Linked DNA regions of Sus scrofa: region 2 is linked to region 1. A link is a contact called in public Hi-C data. All regions are on one chromosome and are shown on one strand. The core of a region is the stretch at or near the end of the contact, and the rest is flanking DNA. Distances in the headings are between cores, read along the strand shown. Region 1 holds the start of PPM1N (probable protein phosphatase 1N). Region 2 holds the start of SIX5 (homeobox protein SIX5).

The links. Hi-C and Micro-C count contacts between places; a contact is called where the count stands out from the background.
Region 2: a contact with region 1 is called in a Hi-C map of liver, with 2.9 times the contacts expected there. The contact joins the promoter of SIX5 here to the promoter of PPM1N in region 1. A contact is called at or near these places in 1 of 5 promoter capture datasets (liver), 8 of 47 Hi-C or Micro-C datasets (alveolar macrophages, embryonic fibroblasts, heart right ventricle and 4 more) and 1 of 2 datasets of contacts at active chromatin or transcription factors (alveolar macrophages).

Annotation. Positions count from the first base shown.
Region 1 is chr6:51,862,650-51,868,782 of Sscrofa11.1, forward strand. PPM1N (probable protein phosphatase 1N) reads left to right here and starts at 2,412. Exons shown (of 5, transcript XM_021094558.1): 1 at 2,412-4,425; 2 at 4,976-5,093; 3 at 5,171-5,276; 4 at 5,360-5,420. The coding sequence starts at 3,505. RTN2 (reticulon 2) reads right to left here and starts at 2,104. Exons shown (of 10, transcript NM_001129960.1): 1 at 2,063-2,104; 2 at 32-76. The coding sequence starts at 2,096. It overlaps LOC110261012 (a long non-coding RNA gene), which reads right to left. Exons shown (of 4, transcript XR_002344692.1): 4 at 4,057-4,463.
Region 2 is chr6:52,095,714-52,101,846 of Sscrofa11.1, forward strand. SIX5 (homeobox protein SIX5) reads right to left here and starts at 3,745. Exons shown (of 3, transcript XM_021094581.1): 1 at 2,857-3,745; 2 at 1,128-1,930; 3 at 1-864. The coding sequence starts at 3,659. The coding sequence ends at 257. It overlaps DMPK (myotonin-protein kinase), which reads right to left. Exons shown (of 14, transcript XR_002344695.1): 13 at 5,793-6,133; 14 at 4,546-5,441. It overlaps LOC110261013 (a long non-coding RNA gene), which reads left to right and starts at 2,857. Exons shown (of 2, transcript XR_002344697.1): 1 at 2,857-3,651; 2 at 3,954-4,634.

The DNA of each region.
Region 1 (6,133 bases), core at 1,162-3,661:
TTCCACTCTCACATCCTCCCTCTCAACTTACCTTCTGTGGAGTCAGGAGTAGAGGAAGCTGTAGATGGAGCTTCTTCTGCAAGACGGAAAAAAAAATCGAAGACTCTTAGAAGTTTAGATGGCCCAAATTACAGAAGCAGTGTGCCAGCCCTGGAAACTTGTCTGAACTAAGGAATCTGATCATTTTAACCACAAGACCTTTAGGATATTCTGCATACAGACCATAAAACCTTAGTATCTCTGCAAGCAGAAACTCAGTTTTTTTTTTAATTTTTAATTTTTTGGCCGCACTCAGGGCACATGGAAATTCCCGGGCTAGGTATCAAACCCGTGCCACAGCAGCGACCTGAGGTGCTGCAGTGACAATGCCAAATCCTTAACCCGCTATGGCACAAGGAAACTCTAGCTCAGTTTCAGAAAGGAGTTGCCTTGTGGCACAGCGGGTGAAGGGTCTCACATCGTTGCAGGCGGCTTGGGTCACTGCTGTTTGGCGCATGTTTTGCGAGGCCAAAGGGAAACAAAGAAGCTCAATTTTAAAAATTCAAATCCAGGGATCTTGATCTCAGAAGCATCATGTTAAGGATTTGAGGAGGCTTCCATTCATGAAGTCTTTCAACAACCATTAATTGAGCACCTGATACATGCCTGGCACTGTTTTAGATGCTGAGGATACAATGGTGAATACAACAGATTAAATCCCTACCCTCAAAGAGCCTACCCTCTATAGGGGACACAGACAATACACAATTACACTAGGGTGTTGGGTCTCAAGTGTGTGGATAAAAGTCAAGGTAAGGGGAGAGAAAGCAAAGGGGATGCTATTTCAGACAGGGTGGTGAGAAAGACTTCTCTAATGACATCTGAGCAGAAACCTGAATGATGCAAGGAAGCCATGAGGATATCTCGGGAAGAGTCTTTCAGGCAGAGGGAAAAGCCAGGGCCAAGGCCCTTAGACAAGCAATATGCTTTTCATACTTGAGAAACAGAAACAGAGAAGCGTGCAGATGTGACTGGAGGAGCGACTGAAGGGGAGAGGGATGGGAGACGAGGGCAGGGAATTAAGGCCAGGGGGTGGGGTGGGGGGATAATGTAGGGCCTTCCTTTCTAAGCCCAGGTAAATACAAGATCTTACAATGTTAGGATGCTACTCTACAATGTTAAAATAACAACTTCTCAGAATTTTGGCACCTGGACTCCCAAGACATGTAAGGGGCTTGGCCGGTGTTGAAATCTCCAGCTGTCAGAACCACAGGGGTGTGAGACAGACAACGTTAGACAAGAGCTGTTAAGAGCCCTGGGCTCAGAGATCATGAGGCTCAGACAAGGCATTTTCAGTTGTGGAATCCAGCCCCTCAGAGATAACTTGGGGCTTTGCCTGCAGGAGGTGTCAATACTGCTTGGAAATTGCAATCAGATGCCTCCCCCTGCCCTGCCCCCACCTCTTTTGCTCAGCTGGGGATAGGAGGCCAGGAATCAGAGGCCTGGAGTGGAGTGGGTCTCCTCCAGGGTTACTATTAATCAGTGGTAAAACCTGCTAAGGACCTAGGAGTCCCAGCCCCAACTCAGGGATGGCTGTTTCCCCAGAATTTGGGCATTAGACAATTTGGGCAAGGTCGGGGCTTCCTTGGAGTCTGGGCAGAAAATGGAGGTGGGATGCAAAGATGGGTGATGGGATAGGGGGAGTCAGACCCCTCTTCTCCATTCTGGCTCTACCCCTCCTTTCAAATCTCTTCGCCGCTGGCTACGGCCAGCACCACGGCGAGGGGACAGCTCCTAGAGATCTTCCTCATCCCCGGGCGGAGCCCCGTGGCACATCTCAGCACCCAGTGCGCCCCCCGCTGGCTATCTCAGTGCCCCCCACCTCTGCCCCGAATCACTCAGGTTCTCCGGGTCAAGTCGCCCCCATCGCCGCTAAAACACGGGGGGAGGGGAGAGCTTCCTTTGTCTCCTTCACCTCTTCTCCCATCTCAGCTCTCCTGTGGTCAGTGTCGGAAGGGAAACCGGAGAGGAGCCCACCCGGGCCTCTGGGCCCCACACCAGGCCTGAGCCTCCCTCTACTCACTGCAGTGGGCGAAGACCGGCAGGACCTGCCCCATGGCCCTCCCCGGGCCTGCATCGGGACCCCCGCCCACTCCGGCCACGCCGCCCTGGGCCTGGGGCCGCGGGCGCTCATCTCCGCCGCGCCCAGGACGCCGCCGCCGCCGCCATCCTCGCCGCCTCCTCCTCCCGGGCCGCTCCAGCAGCCGCCGCCGCCGCCGCTGCCGCCGCCCTCAGCTCCGCTCCGCGGGGGCGGGCGGGGCCGCTGGGGGGGGGGCACTGCAGCTCTGGGGCCGGGGGCGGGGCCAGAGAACAGGAGGAGGGGCGGAACTTGAGGGAGGGCAAGAGGGGCGGGGAAACACCGGGAGGCTAGAGGTGGGTGTGTCCTTCCTAAAAGAGGGGCGGAGCTAGGACGGTAGGCTACAGTCCGAGCAGGCATGGAAGGCGGTCTGAAGGGCGGGGTCTAGACAGAAGAGGGCGGGGCCGTTAGGGAAAAAAGAGCAGGGCCTAGAGTAGGATGAGGGGCTCGGGGAGATAATGACGAAAGAACCTAGGCGCAAAGGATGGGGGCGTGGATCTCAGAGTGGGTTGGGGTGGAGCTAGAGGTGGCATTGCGGAGAGGGTATAAAGATTGCAAGGAGGTAAGGTATGAGCCTAGATTCTCAGAAGGAGTGGGAAAGGGAGCGGGAAGAAACTACTCAGAAAGTTTTGAGAAAAGAGGAGGAGCTCAAGCACAGGTGAATCTTAAGCCAATGTAGAATTATTCAGCGTTGGGCGGGTCTAGTCAGAGACAGAGGAGCTAGAGGCGTGGCCTACAGGGAATAGAGCAGAACAGGCAAAGGACAAGGTGGGCGTAACCAAGGGGGCGGGGCTAGGCCTGTAGCTAAGAGGCGGAGCTAGAAGCAGATCTCGGACTGAGAACCTCAGAAGCCTCTGAGGCAGGAGGCTTGAATGGATGGACCGGGTGTGGAAGGGAAGTGATTGAAATCCCGGGAGGAGATCGAGAGGGGAGGGATTGACCTAAAAATAATTTAAAGCCTTTGAAACCGGGTTGGGAATCACTGATGTGGGCGGAGCTTGACCAGATCAGAGCTGGGGACCCAAAGACCAGCGTTGAAAATGCAGATTCTAGAGACTGTTTCCCTGTAACACTTGTTTACATCTGTGACTCAGTTTCCTTTTCGGTAGATTGGAGATGATGATGTAAAATGGTGTGCAGTTCGCAGTGCTAGTTTGGTGCTCTGATCATTTTTCCCCTGACCCAAATTCCAAACCTCGCTTTGAAGGTGTGGAAGAGAGGAGATTGAAGAGTTCAATCCCTTCTAGTGACTCGAGTGCAGGTCAAGGGCATAGGAAGATTTAGGTAGTTTAAAATCTCACAGTGTAGGGGATTAGTGGAGGTGCGCGGGGGGGGGGCTCAGTTAGCAGGTGCAGAGGGTGAAACCTTCCTGATCTCCAGGCTGAAAGATGGCGGTCCTTACCCGCCTGCTGGGACGTCTCTGGCCAGCTCGCAAGGAAGAGGAGGTGGAGGAGGACGAAGAGAGCAGGTCTCCAGGCTGTCCTCAGTCCCTCCTGGACGCGCCGCGTTGCGCCCAGCGGCCACACGGGGGTGCGGTAGCACCGTGGGGCCTGCGTCTCGGGGCGAGCGCAGTGCAAGGCTGGCGCGCACACATGGAGGACGCGCATTGCGCTTGGCTGGCGCTACCCGGACTGCCCCCAGGCTGGGCTTTCTTCGCGGTCCTCGACGGCCACGGCGGGGTGCGAGCCGCCCTCTTCGGCGCGCGCCACTTGCCGGGCCACGTGCTCGAGGCGCTGGGCCCGGAGCCTGGCGAGCCCGACGGCGTGTGTGGAGCGCTGCGCCGCGCTTTCCTGAATGCAGACGCACGCCTGCGCGCGCTCTGGCCTCGCGGCGAGCCGGGCGGCTCTACCGCTGTGGCGTTGCTGGTTTCCCCGCGCTTTCTGTACCTGGCGCACTGTGGTGACTCCCGCGCGGTGCTGAGTCGCGCGGGAGCCGTGGCCTTCGGCACCGAGGATCATCGGCCCCTCCGTCCCCAGGAACTAGAACGCATCCATGACGCGGGCGGTACTATCCGCCGCCGGCGCCTCGAGGGCTCTCTGGCAGTGTCACAAGCGCTGGGAGACTTTGCTTACAAAGAAGCTCCTGGGAGACCCCCGGAACTGCAGCTCGTTTCCGCGGAGCCTGAAGTGACCGCCCTGGCACGCCGGGCAGAGGACGAGTTTGTGATCCTGGCCTCTGATGGCGTGTGGGACACGATGTCTGGCTCTGCCCTGGCGGGACTGGTGGCATCGCGCCTCCGCCTGGGCTTGGCTCCAGAGTTGGCTCCAGAGCTTCTCTGCGCACAGCTGTTGGACACGTGTCTAAGCAAGGTCCTGGGGGCGGGGCTTGAGATCTTTCGGGGAAGAACCTAAGGGATTTAGCGGGAAGGAGCTTTGATGGAGAGGCAGCAGGAAAACTAGAAAGGGAGGAGAGGGGCTCCACTAAGGGGTGGGTCTGTTGGAATGGGGCCGGCCAAAATATGCAGGGGGCAGAGACTGAGGGGAGGCTTGAGGCAATATGCATAGTTCTAGATAAATGGGAGGGATTTAAGAGAAGGGGTGTGGCCTTTTGGAATGGGCCGGCCCTTGGATCTAGAGCGGGTCCTGAGGTGTGATTCCAAGCAGAAGGAAGAGCAGCTAAACAACAGTGGGAGGAGCTTTGGAGAGGGGAGGTGGTTCTCTTTAACAGGATGGGGTTAGAACAGTGAGAGGCCTGGTTTAGACTGGCAGAAGGGTGGGACTTGAGAGAAATGGGCATAACCAGATGGGGAAGAGGGTCCTAGAACAGGGGAGTGTTGGGGTACTCTGCTTCCAAGGGCCTGGAGGCCGTGCGGGGGTATTTTAACCGTGTCCCACCAGGCTCGCTTTTCTCCACCTCCAGGGCAGCCTGGACAACATGACCTGCATCCTGGTCTGCTTCCCAGGGGCCCCCAGGTCTTGTGAGGAGGCCATCAGGAAGGAGCTAGTGCTGGACGCAGCCCTAGGACACAGGGTTGCAGGTGAGCAGGCTCCAGGAGCCCAGGAGAAGGGGTGGTCGGCAAGCAGGGCATCCTCACAACCCTTGCCCCCTTCTCAGAGCTGTGTGCCTCTGCCCAGGAGACCCCCAGCCTGAACACAGTTTTCAGGACCCTGGCCTCTGAGGACATCCCGGATTTACCTCCTGGGGGAGGGCTCTACTGCAAGTGAGTTGGGGGGGGTAGGGTGGAATGGGAGGAGGGGGCGGTAGGAGGAGGATCCCCTCCTGAGGGCCTTCCTTGATCTCCAGGGCCGCAGTCGTCGCTGAAGCTTACTCTCAGTTCTGCCAGGACTTGGAAGAGCACTGCGTGGTAAGGACCCTGTGTTCTTGAATGTTTCTTTTAGAAGGGTTCAATCCAGGGAGTTCCCTTTGTGGCTCAGTGGTTAATGAACCCGACCAGGAGCCATGAGGATCTGGGTTCAGTCATGCGGTGCCATGAACTGTGGTGTAGGTGGCAGATGTGGCTCGGATCCCCTGTTGTTGTGGCTGTGGCGTAGACCAGCAGCTACAGCTCCGATTGGACCCTAACCTGGGAACCTCCAAATGTCATGGATGCAGCCCTAAAAAGACAGAAGACCAAAAAAATAATAATAATAGGAGTTCCCAACATGGCTCAGTGGTTAACGAATCTGACTGCGAACCATGAGGTTGTGGGTTCAATCCCTGGCCTCGCTCAGTGGATTAAGGATCTGGTGTGGCCATGAGCTGTGGTGTAGGTTGAAAATGCGGCTTGGATCCCATGTTGCTATGTCTGTGGCGTAGGCCGGCGGCTGCAGCTCCGATTAGACCCCTAGCCTGGGAGCCTCCATATTCTGCACATGTGGCCCTAGAAAAGACAAAATAATAATAATAATAATAATAGAAGCATGTAATCCAGCCTCCCACCTCACTTCCTGAACCTCACCTCCTGAAATGATGGGGAAATTGAGCCAGCGGGGACAAGGGACTTGCCTGATGTATTAATAAATTCTCACACCTGGTCCCGAAGAATTGTGCTAACCATATTGGGGGGTGGGTGGGGTA
Region 2 (6,133 bases), core at 2,495-4,994, 230 kb after region 1:
CCAGGTCGAGGGGGCAGAGCCCCTGAGTCAGGACCCCCTATGTCCCCCTGTCGGTCACGGGACAGAGCAGGGAGAGGGCCGGACGCTGCTCCTGGACAGGAGTGGCCCTCCAGGCCGTGGAGCGGTTGCGCAGCCACGGGGGCGGATGTAGTGTGTGTGGAATCTGCAGACGGCGGCCGACGTGTCTGGGAGAGGCTCCCGGGCCGTCCTGGATCCCGTCAGCACCATTATCAGGGGAGACCATGGGCCCGGCGGGTCACAGTTCCAAGGGCTCCTCCACGGGCACCGACTGGAGCTGGGTCAGCACCTTGGTCTCTGCTTCCAGCCCATCAACCTCGCCCGCCGCCGTGGCCCCCAGGAGCAGCCCCTCGGGGTCGGGGTCCGGCAGCCTCAGCACAGCGTGGGGGGCCTGTGTCCCCAGCCCCTTCTCCGCCTCTAGTAGCCCCTCGGTGGCCGTGCTCAGTTCCAACCCGGCTGGCCAGATGGGCACGGCCGCGGGCGACAGCAGGAGCCCCTCGGGCGGGGGCGCCGGGAAACCTGGCAGGAGGCTGGATGGGTCTGGGGCGAAGGGCAGGTTGGTGGCGGTGGCGGCGGGCGGCGGCTGTGATGGCTGCTGCGCAGAAAGGGTGCCCAAGGCGTGGGCGTCCGGGAGAGCGGGGCTGGGGGCCACCGGGAGGGCTCCTTCGGGCACTGAGATGGCCGCGTCTGGTTTCAGGGGCAGGGCCAGGCTGGGGGCGGGCGGCAGGACCTGGGAGACCAGCATGCTGGTGGGGAAGGTGGCGGTGAGGATGATCTTGCCCTGCTGCACGGCCACACCTGTCACGATGGGGCTGCCGGACACCGGGTTGGCCAGCAGGAAGTTTCCTGTGGGGAGAGGAGATGGGCCAGGCGCAGAGGTGAAGGCTAAGCGGCTGGACGGCAGGCAGGGAGACAAGCCAGAGGCCAAAGGAGCCCCTTCGGGGTGAGGCCGAGTCTGTGACTTGAGCCTCACGGTACTACCTGGCACAAGAGGGTCGGGGACCCACCAGGGACGAGCTCCCCACTCTCCCCCCCACCCGACAGCACCATCCCTCCACAGTAACTCCTGCACCCCTGCACCCCCCCACCCAGCCACCGCAAGGGGGTACCTGGGGCAGTGGCTGAAGGCAGCTGCAGCGCAGTCACGCCCACCCCGGAGTTTATCAGGTGCACATTGGCAGGGCCCGCGGCAGCAGCCACCTTCACAGGGCTGCCTGGCCCAGCTGCCAACAGCTGCAACGGCCCCACAGCCTGGGGCAGGGTCACCACCTGCGAGGTGGGCACCACCTGGGGCAGGTTCAACAGGGGGGAGGTGGGGCCCAGGCCCGCGGGGTAGCCAGGAGGCGGGGAAAGTGGCACCACTTGTGGAGCGGCCACAGAAGTCACTGGTCCTGGGGGCAGAGGAAAGGTGGCGGCCGGTGGGGGCCCAGGCACCACTTGGGGCAGAGGTCCTGGGACCTCCTCTCCAGGCGGCCCTGAAGCAGCCACCTGGGCTCCCTTGGTCTCAGGGGCTTCAGGCTGAGCCTCCTCCAGTTGAACCTCCCCAGTCTGAGGGTCCAGGACCAGGGAGGTCTTGCCCTCGCTGGCCCCCTGGGGGCTGGGCTGCGGTGCAGGGGCGCCCCCGCCCCCGGTGAGCAGCAGGGGGCCCAGGCTGGAGGCCTCGCCCAGGGCCAGGCTGTTGATGATGACGGGGCTCCCATTAAGGAGCACTGCTGGAGAGCTGCCGGCGGCCAGGAAGCTCCCGTTCACCAGGATGGAGGAGGAGGCGGGACATGGTGTGGGAGGGGCAGCCCCAGCCAGGAATACGGAGCCCTGGGCGGGAGGCTCAGCAGCCCCTGGAGCCACCCCCCTCTCCAGGTCCTCGGGACTCCGGCTGGACTCGTCCTCAGTAGCGGGGTTCCCATCTGACTCGCTGGTGGGAGAAAGGATTGTGAGCTGTGTGGCCCAGCGCACTGTTCCCCGCTGGCCTGCCGGCAAACTGCTCTGCGGGAGCACACGCCCACCACGGCCCCCGCACCTTTCCCCAGCCCCAGTTTTGTGGACCACTTCAGGGGGTCATGAAACCTCCTCTCTGAGGCCACCCAGGGACCCCTGGGACGGAGCCTCTGCCAGCCTGGCATTGAAACCACTGCCTAGGGCTCAGGCTGGCCCTCCTCCCCCTGGCAGGGCCCCGGAGACTGAGCACCCAGGCTGCCTGAAATTCCCCGGGGTGGCCTGAAAGCAGCCAAGTGGCTTCGGCGAGAGCAAGGAGGTAGTGGCCGGCCCAGCTCCTGGTGCCCTCCCCCCGGGGCGCTGGAGGAGTGAGCGGCCGGCGCGCAGGGTGGGAGGGGAAGAGCTAGGGTTACAGGGAAACCGGAGCTGGGGAAGGTTCACGTTTCACAACAAAGACAGACGACCGACCACGCCGTTTGGGCCCTGAGGCGGGTGGGGGGCGGGAGGTGAGGCCGAGCAATGGTTAGGGAGCGCCTGGCAGCTTAGGGACCCGAACAGGCCCCTGTGCCCGGTAGGGTCGGCAAAGGCCCCTCCTCCTTTCCAGCAGCCGCGGGTTTTCTCGCTGCCTCCCCCGAGTCTAGCCGCGGACACAGATGGGATCTGGGACGGAGCCTAGAGCGGAGCAGAGGGAGGTGGTCTCCCAGCCTCCGCAGCAGGAGCACCGGTGTCGGAGCGAGGGCCGGGGCGCGTGCCCGTTGCATCTGCACAGATTCCCCGCGCTGGGCGGGCGCCTGAGGGTGTGTGCGGGGAGTGTCTGAGGAGTTCAGACAGCGGGCAAAGGGGAAGGGGACTGGTGGATGCCACGTCCCCAGGAAAGGAGGACTGGCGCGGACCGGGTCCCCTCACCTCTTGCCCGGCGCGCCGCCGCCGCCCCCGGTCCGGTCGCGCTGGCGTCGGTTCTTGAACCAGTTGCTGACCTGCGTGAGCGAGAGGCCGGTGAGCGTGGCCAGGCGGCGCTTCTCGTCCGGCGTGGGGTAGCGGTTGCCGCGGTAGCAGGCCTTGAGCGCGGCGCGGGAGCGCTCCTTGAAGCAGTAGACGGTCTCCTCGCCGTCCCAGATGGTCTTGGGCAGCGGGAATTTCTTGCGCAGACGGTACTTGTCCACCGCGCCCAGCGCGCGGCCGCGGGCCCGCTCGGCCTCGTGGTAGCGCGCGCGCAGGTAGAGGTCCTGCAGGAAGGCGTGGTGGGCGGCGGGGAAGGGGCGGCTCTCGAGCAGCCGGTAGAGCTCAGCGTACTCGCCCCGCTGGAAGGCCACAAGGGCCCGAGCGCGCAGCACCGGATCGCTGCCACGTAGGCGCTCCGCCGGGGGCAGTGCGCCCAGGAAGCGGCTCAAGCGGCCGGCGTGGCCCGCCTGTAGCAGCGCCTCGCACACGCACGCCACCTGCTCCGGCGAGAAGCGGAGGCCTGTGGGCGGCTCGGCAGCGGCCTCGCGGGGAGACCCGGGGACGCCCGGGGATCCAGGGTCCTCCGCTTTCACCGTCGCTTCGCCCGCCCCGGCCCCGGCCGCCGCCGCCGCCTCACCCTCGGCCGCCTGCAAAGTCTGCAGGAGCTGGCGCGCTTCCTCCTCCTCCTCTTCGGCCGCCGCCGCCGCCGCCACCGCCTCCCCCCCAGCCGCCGGCCCCGCGCTCGGCTCCGAAGGCAAGGTAGCCATGTTTTGCAACTTTGGGAAGTTCCTCCCTCCTTCTCCTCCTCCCTCGGGCTTTCCCCAGCCCCCTCCCCCGTCCGTCCCCTCTCCCCGCACCCCCCTTCGCGCTTCCCGATCTTCTCCCGCCGACCTCGCGTCTCCCCCCCGCCACCGATGCCAGGTCCAGCTCCTACTAGGGTCTCTGTCCCTGTGACTGTGTGTGTGCCCGTCCCCCTTCCCGACTGTCCGTGATTCTCCCTTTGTTTTCCCTCCGCCTCCCGCCGCGCTATTTGCCTCCCCCCGCGTGTGCCTCTGGCTCAGGGCCTCAGTTTCCCCATCGGGACAACGGAGAAGGTAACGGGCCGTCCGGGAGGGCTAAGGGCGCGAAGCCACCTCCGCCCTGAGACTGAGCTTCTGCATGCCTCCGTCTCCAGGGTCCTCAGAAGGCCCCCCTTACTCCCCATCTCGGCCAACGCTCCGCCCCTCGGAATTCCCGGCTCCGCAGGGGGGCGGGTCTGGCTGGGAGAAGGGGCGGGGAAAACGGGCTAGAAAGTTTGCAGCAACTTTTCTTGAGCTTAGGTCCCTGGAACGGATGCGCGTGGCCCGCGCAGGCGCAGTGGCAGGAGGATGGCCGCACGCGCCGCCCGCCCAGCCCCCTTCTTCGCGGCGGTCTAGTGGCACAGCTGGGCCACAGCTGGACAAGGGGCGGTGCCGTCGAGTGGCCCGCTCGTCTTCTTCTATTGGCCGGAGGTCGAAGCCACACCCTCATCCCTACCCCCACCCCTGATTCGTCCGCTTCGTCTCCCGCTAGCTTCCTGCCAGGCCATTGGCCGCCTCCACTCGCCTGGCCGGATTGGCCCACTGAGTAGCCTCCTGCCCTCCTTGCAAACAGAGCCGGCACGAAGTTCGAGCATTCTGGGCAGACGAAAGGGCCTTTTATTTGCGAGGATCGGGGGTGGGGTCCTAGGTGGGGAAAGACAATAAATACCGAGGAATGTCGGGGTCTCAGTGCATCCAAAACGTGGATTAGGGTGCCGGGATCCTGGAGCCTGTCAGCGGGTTGGAGGACAGGTCAATAAATACCCACACTGCTGAGGCGGGCGGAGCCGGCTGTGGCTCCGAGAGCAACGCACGTGAGGAGGAAGGCACGAAAGTCCCCGAAAAAGCGGGGCTGTCAAAAGCAAAAGGTTCTCCAGAGAGCAGGCGGAGCTCGCGCTAGACGTTCGCCGCGTAGAGAGCTTTCCTGGGAGGGCAGGGCCTCATGCACACAGAGGATTTGTGGTTTGCGAGCCGATGTGGGTGGGGGTGCCTGGAAGGTGAAAAATAGTTGCTTGAACCCTGGCCCTGCTGCCTTCTCTAGGTCGCAGTTTGCCCACCCCCGTCGGGGGGCCTCAGCCAGGCCGGAGGAAGAGAGAGGTCCGCGATCCCCTCAGCAGCAGCAGCTTTCCAGGCTACAAGTCTCGCTTGAGCCGCGGCCCCCACTCCTCCCTCCCCGGCCGCCAGGGGGCGGGCCCGGATCACAGGGCTAGAGCTGGGGCGGAGACCCACGCTCGGAGTGCTGTGAACCGGAGGCGGTGGGAGTGGCTTCTGGGCGGTACCCGGGTCACCCAACTCTCCAGCAGAGCCCGAGCGGAGGACGGGCTCGGGTTCTACGGTTCAGGCGGCGAAGGTGGCTCCCGGGCGGGGTCAGACTGCGGCGAGATGGCCGGCGCAGGCCACCAACCCAGTGCAGCCCAGGGCGGCGGCACCAGCCAGAGCAGCGGCGAACAGGAGCAAGGAACGCGCCTCCCGTAGGCCAGGCCTAGGGACCTGCGGGGAGAGGGCGGGATCAGCACCGCGATACGGGACTCTGATTGGCTCCTGGGACTTGCCCCGCCCATGCTCGTAAGAGGGGCCGAAACCCTCCCTGCCCCCTGCCCTTCCTCCCAGTGCGGGCAGCTGTGGTTGGTCGGCTCGCAAGCCTAAGTCTTGTCCGAACTCATCATTGGCTGCTTGGTAAAGACCTGCTTTGATTGGCTGCCCGAGCCTTCCCGCCCCCCAGACCCCGACGCCCCGCGGCAGGCCCGGCCCCGCAGAGGCTTAGCTAAGCACAAGCGGCTTGGGTTATGTGGAGCTAGGCTGGGGCGCGGCGAGCGGGCGGGCGTGAGCAGCCGGACGTACCCTGGCAGGGAGCAGCAGGTGGCGGCGGTGCATGGGGCCTGGCCCCACCAGCGGGCACTGGCCCAGAGCCACGGCCGGGGGGCCATCTAGCTGGAGAGAGAAGGGACAGGTGACCCGATCCGAGCTCAGCTCGGCTCGGCCGCCCTCAGCGGGGGTCGAGAGACAGCGAGGGGAGTGGAGGTCGGGGAGGGCTTCTCGGGAGATCCCGGCTGGGATTTGGAGAGAGGCCTGAACCAGGGATATCTGGTAGATGTGGGGCTGAAAGGAGGGTGTCTGCCGACTGGAACCTCAAAAAGGAAGGAGTGAGCCCTAAATCCAGGCGGGGGTACAGGGAGATGGGG